2 separate regions of the Sus scrofa genome follow, and region 2 is linked to region 1. A link is a contact called in public Hi-C data. All regions are on one chromosome and are shown on one strand. Each heading gives the region's core, a stretch centred on a gene start, on an enhancer-like site or on the middle of the called end of the contact. The rest is flanking DNA. Distances are from core to core; before and after follow the strand shown.

What was found. Hi-C and Micro-C count contacts between places; a contact is called where the count stands out from the background.
Region 2: a contact with region 1 is called in a Hi-C map of skeletal muscle, with 4 times the contacts expected there. The contact joins two enhancer-like sites. A contact is called at or near these places in 1 of 5 promoter capture datasets (liver), 8 of 47 Hi-C or Micro-C datasets (alveolar macrophages, embryonic fibroblasts, heart right ventricle and 4 more) and 1 of 2 datasets of contacts at active chromatin or transcription factors (skeletal muscle).

The regions. Positions count from the first base shown.
Region 1 is chr8:84,947,128-84,950,222 of Sscrofa11.1, reverse strand. The region is part of intron 2 of INPP4B (type II inositol 3,4-bisphosphate 4-phosphatase); the gene reads right to left. Among named protein-coding and RNA genes, the nearest start is that of INPP4B, 140 kb to the right of the region's middle. Within about 2 kb of position 1,457, at least 1 of the 83 cell types and tissues checked has an H3K27ac peak or open chromatin away from gene starts, as enhancers often do. A contact at or near this core is called in skeletal muscle, where this site is marked.
Region 2 is chr8:85,239,148-85,242,028 of Sscrofa11.1, reverse strand. All of the region lies in intron 7 of INPP4B (type II inositol 3,4-bisphosphate 4-phosphatase), which reads right to left. Among named protein-coding and RNA genes, the nearest start is that of INPP4B, 430 kb to the right of the region's middle. Within about 2 kb of position 1,623, at least 15 of the 83 cell types and tissues checked have an H3K27ac peak or open chromatin away from gene starts, as enhancers often do. A contact at or near this core is called in skeletal muscle, where this site is marked.

The sequences.
Region 1 (3,095 bases), core at 208-2,707:
TTGCCAATGCAGTAAAAACGAGCTCCACGATCATGATCTCCAAGCCCTTCACACATCCTGTACAAAGATCTATCAATATCTGATCTACGCCCAGCTACCGTATCACCAATTGGATCAAACATCCAACTTCTTTCAGGAAAAATAGACAGTAACATTCTAATCAAATGATTAATTGTCATTGTTAGCGATATTTATATCAGTTCAAAAGTTGGGACAAGAGAGGGAGTTCCCGTTGTGGCTCAGCAGGTTAAGAACCCAACTAGCATCCTTGAGGATGCGGGTTCGATCCCTGGCCTTGCTCAGTGGGTTGGGGATCTGGTGTTGCTGCAAGCTGCGGTGTAGGTCCCAGATACAGCTCCAGTCTGTGGCATCTGGCACTGTTGTGCCTGTGGTGTAGGCTGGCAGCTGTAGCTCCTATTGGATCCCTAGCTTAGGAACTTCCACATGCTGCAGGTGCAGCCCTAAAAAAATAAGTTGGAACAAGAGTAATTTTATCTGTCCTAGTATTTTCAGACATAATAATTTTATGTCTGAGGCTATTTTCAACTGTGGGATTTTAATGCATTAACTCCAAGAAAACATTATTATACACCTTATCTTTACAAAAACTGGAGAAGCACATGATCATGAGCTTCACTCCTCTCATCAGTGAGTGTGTGTGTGTATGTGTGTGTGTGTGGTGAGTGTATGCGGGGTGGCATTCTTTCATGAACAACCTTCCCTGTCTGTACTCCCTCAGACGAGTTGTTCATCCTCTTAGAAAGCTTCAGGCAAATTCCATAACTTTCCAAACTCCATCTCAGGTAGTAACTTCTCTTTTGAACTCAGTTCCATATTTCCATTCCTGTTTGATTTCGTTTTGCCATCTCGCCATCCTCAATAATTCTAAAGGTGAATTCATCACCTCCTCAGCCATCACCCGCCAAACACATGTACAGTGTTATGTGATCACTCAAGGTAAGTAAGCCTCCTAGTTCCATTTCTTATACATAACAAAAGCAGGATGAAATTATAGTTATGACCAATCTTGTCATAACCCTCGTTCTCCAATTTTGCCTTCAGAATAACCCTGTGGTAAGTATTATTCTCTTACTTTATTGAAGTGGACAATAGTATACCAAGTTGTGTAGACTGTCAAATATAAAAGCACTGGCAGGGTGGACAGGCAGAGCTGCAAATACAGATCAATGAGGTTAATAATCATTGTATGAAGAATGCTAAGTGTGCTGAAACTAAATTTTATGGAAGTGAAGTTTGAGACTTCCTTAATGAAATTAATAGTTAATTAAGCACCAACTATATGCCAGTATCTATTTTAAGTTAATGTTAATATCCTAAGTTACTACTAACTCACTTAATTATTTAAGTCTATTTCTTTAACAGTTTTGTAGAAGACAGCAGTATGAGATCCCATGGGTGAAGTAGCCTGCATAAGGTCAGGTGGCAAAAAGCTAATAATAAATCAGCAATCTGGGATTTGAATGCAGGCCATCTGGCTCCTGAGAAATGTCCCTGCTACATCCTGCTCTCTGAAATGAAGAATAAGGAAGTAATGGAGGGGAGAAGTAACAGTAAATGCCAAGTCATCAAAGTAGGGATAAGTCAATCACACAGGCATGGGGATCAACCAGGTTGTATGGGCTCTGAAGTCACTCCTGGCTGAGAAATCAGATGGAAATGAGGTTGGAAGGATCCGGGATGCAGCAGCAGCAGCAGCAGTAGCGGCAGTAGCAGCAGCAAAGTGGTCATTGAATGTCAGGCTGAGTTGTTCAGATGTCTGGAACCGCCCAAAGGGAACTTGACCCTCTGTATAATTTAATCCGCATCAACGCACAGGCAAATGAACATGTTGAGGAGAAACGCGCTGGTGCATATGGAAGTGGGAGGTAGTTTCTTAATGTGGAGCTAAAACAGTTTGTTTGAAACTGGCAGCATCTCGAACTCAAAATACTTCACATACATCTGTGTCATTGAACTATTTGCAAATGATGAAGAAAGTCACAGGCTGAGGACAGGTGCCCTGGTCACATACCAGCCTTGACCTTATTCTGGAGGGTTAAGTACTGGAAACATGGGATGGCTGTTCCAGAGCTAGCAAGCTGTGTGCTTCCACACCAACTTCAATGCCAGGAGTGCCTTAACTGAACATCTGGCTAATAATACACCTTCCATTTATTAACACACTTACTCACTGCATCTGCTCTGCGCCAGGAAATTACATGGGCCAAGTAATGGCAGCATGATTTCAAATGTTTGCCTCATCACCTACTAACATAATTAAAGAATAACAATCACAGTCGTGGAGAAAATCTTGGTTAACTCTTTTTTTTTTTTTTTTTGTCTTTTTGTCTTTTTAGGGCCGCACCTGCAGCATATGGAGATTCCCAGGCTAGGGGTCTAATGGGAGCTGCACTGCCTGCTTATGCCAGAGCCACAGCAATGCCAGATCCTTAATCCACTGAGTGAGGCCAGGGATCAAACCCGCAAACTCATGGTTCCTAGTCAGATTCACTAACCACTGAGCCACAATGGGAACTCCGGTTAACTCTTTTTTCAAGAACAGTTCTAAACAGAGATACAGAAAATACAAAACCTACTGATAATCTTATGAAAGCAAAACAATAATTCTCAAATATAACAACTTTGATATGAAAGAAAGTATTGCTTTAGCCTATGTACTAGTTGAGTTAGTCTGCTCACTGCACCCACTAAAACAATTTTTAAAAATCTTAAAAGTGATAAGGGTATAACATATACATTAGTATTTTCCTTGATAAAACTGGTTTCAGGAAAGGAAATTTTAGGAGTTCCCTGGTAGCCTAGTGGGTAAAGATTCAGCATTGTCACTACTGTGACTCAAATTTGATCCCTAGCCCAGGAATTTCTGCATGCCACAGGTGCAACAACAACAAAAGAGGAAGTCTTTTCTAACTTTTGCTAAGGCATTTTTAAAGGTGTTTTTAAAAATGCATTGAAAGAATTTTTCGAAAAAAGAGAAAGGGGAACAACTTTACCTTTCTCCTAATCATTTAAAAACTCATAGTCAATCACCTAAGAGTGAGATCCAACTGATGACTAAAATCCAACAGATTAGT
Region 2 (2,881 bases), core at 374-2,873, 290 kb before region 1:
ACACAAGAAGAATCTTAAAGAGCCAGGACTAGGATGCGTTAGTTTTTCAAATGAAAGTGCTAAATACTTTCCAATTACCTGATTATTATTTGGCCAGTGGTCTGAGGGAAAAGAACAGCCCTTATTATTATGAAGCCCTCGAAGTATTGCATCCTGGCTGATACACAAAATGAAGATTGGACGAAGCTAAATCAATACTGGTTGAGCACCAACCTCAGGGGTCAAAAATCACACAATGAAATTAATTTATTCATCCTTAGTTGAATTAGCAATGATGCTATTATCTCCATTTAATTTCTAAATTGGAAAACTCCAAAGGAAAAATATTAAAATTCAATACAAACATTAAAAATAAGCCATTCATTAAAACAGGTGGGCAGATCATTTTTATGTGATCTTTTCTCCTGAGACCTCTCTGATATCATAATATAAACGACTGAAGATGAAATATGAAAGCATTTATGAGATGAGGAGGAGAGCATGTACTAGGTGGAGATTTTCTTCTAGTCTTGGGTACATGTCTAAGAGCAGAGGCAGTTCAGAAAGGGGGGGACAGTCCTCTACAAAGAGTAGCAAAGGTTGTTTTATTCCCACCTGAACATTAAGTCTTTCCATCCTAGGTCACAACAATTCCCTGATACCCTGAGGGGAAGGGAGGAGGAATTGGGGAAATGTAATTGTCAAAAGCATGACAACATCTAAACACAATAATCCGTAAACTCTGCTGTATGAGTATAAACCAAATCGTAGCTTCATTATGCGGCTGCACACATATTCACACATTTTGAAAAAATGTACATCCGTAATAAAGATAAACTATAGGCTCCATCTTGTGGAAAATGTTCCTCCATCCTGAAGTCTTTGCTATGATAAAGGGGTGTCAGGGGACAAGGGCATTTGGTCTGAAGAGGGGACATTAGAAAGAGTCTCGCCCTGTTGCAACCCTGCTGTTGTAAAGAGGTCACTGAGGAGGAGCCTTTGTTTCCATCAGCCCCTAAGTTAATTGCTCTGTCATTAATCATCTTGATAGGGAAATGGGTTGACTTTTGGCATTTTAATAAATTTAAGGCATTCACCATCCTGTCACTTCAGTGTTTGCTCTTGTCTAAGGAGAATCTTTTATTTTTGGAATATTTTATCTCAGAGGAAGAATCATTCACCCCATCATTTGTGGACCCACATCAGGTTACCCTGGAGCCCCAGGACCAGCCACTTGCCTTGCCTTCTAATTCTATTTTAACGCAGATGATTAAGGAGATACCTGAAATCCTCAGCACTGGGAAGCCTTCCCTCTATTCTCGTGGCTTCATCCTTAAAATTGACAAGTGCAAGTCTGGGATATCAGGAAATACAAGAACCTCTTTCTCAACAGGGGTTTGGCGACCCACTCATTTCAAGTACCATAGCTCCAGGGTGGCAGACTAGAACTGGGCAATGAGCATCTAAAATATCCCCAGTGAACAATTTGAAGGAAGAGTTCTCCCTTCTATCGCTATAGAAGGTTAGCAGAGCAGCGCCTTATCTGTCTTCAGAATTCCCCGTGTCAACTTCACTGAGTGCCTGTTCCCAAGAGCTGTTCTGCAGGAGGGCAGAGTGATTTCATGCACTTCACAGCCAGCCCAGTGCAGGCTCTTGGGAAGCTAATGTTTACAGCTCAGCCTTGCCAGCACCAATGAGGAACACAGAGCAGATGTTATTTTCCTCATGTTTTTACACTCCTTTGGGTTTTTTGTTCCTGTTCCAAATTTCCGCCATATTTGGCTCTTTATTAGCTATTACTGCATATACGGTCTGGTCGCCAAGATCGTTATGGGGGATAGCCCTTTATTTATAATCTGAGTTAAAATAAACTCGGGTCAATTATCAGCAATATATCTCAATTTGGATAGAAATGCTGACATCACAGAAGATAGCCCTTTCTCCACAAATCTCTTTTGATTTCCCCTCAGAGAATAAAAGCATCTGATATACAGTGACAAAAGAAACATTTGTGAGTCACTTTCCAAATGAGGGGAAAGAAAGGAAAGTTGGCATAAAAGGGATGCTATTTTTCATACTGCCTGTTGAACTTGCTTTGTACATTAGGTTCTTAGGAAGAAAGATCTACTTTCTTCCAGTAGCTTAGCACTAAATGGTCCTCTAAGAGAATGAAAGTTAAACTGCTCTCTTAGCAAATCACTTAAAAACAGAGTCATTTGGTCACAAGGAGAATCTCATGGATTGTCTTTTCCACCTTTTTGCAAAGGCATACAGATATTATATTTCAGGGGAAATATAAAACATGAGCGTTTTTTTCAACATCAATAATTTATAAAAATAAAATATTTTATAAAGATTTATTATACAGCCCACAAATATTTTATAAAGATTTATTATACAGCCCACAAAAACAGTCTTTGAAGTGGAAAATTGTGTGAGGAAAAGAGGAAATATAGTAATCACTCTATCTCGAATGTAATATCGAGAATTGTCCAGATCCCCCTACCCCCTCCACTAAGGAATCAAAGAATCACATATGCTTCTTTATTTTTCAGCTATAATTTTAAAATGGACAAACCAAGAGCTTTATGCTCCAATAATTCCAGGTATTCCTGAAACCAATATTGTCAAAGAAGTTACAACAAAAAAGCCATCATCATTATCTGACCAGAATATCTGTTTATTCTCTTCAAAGTAAGTCAGAAATAAAAGTTGTTCTTTTTTTAAGATACTCAATGCATTCTCAAATAATCATGCTGTAGGACACAGACTTTGATTATTACCGTAACCAAAGATATTTCTCATGCTCTTAGATACAAGAAACCATAGAACAAAAATTATCAAGAGACGTGAAGCTGCAGAATTTAGTTGTAAATTGCTTTCCACTGCTGCAAAGAAGTTA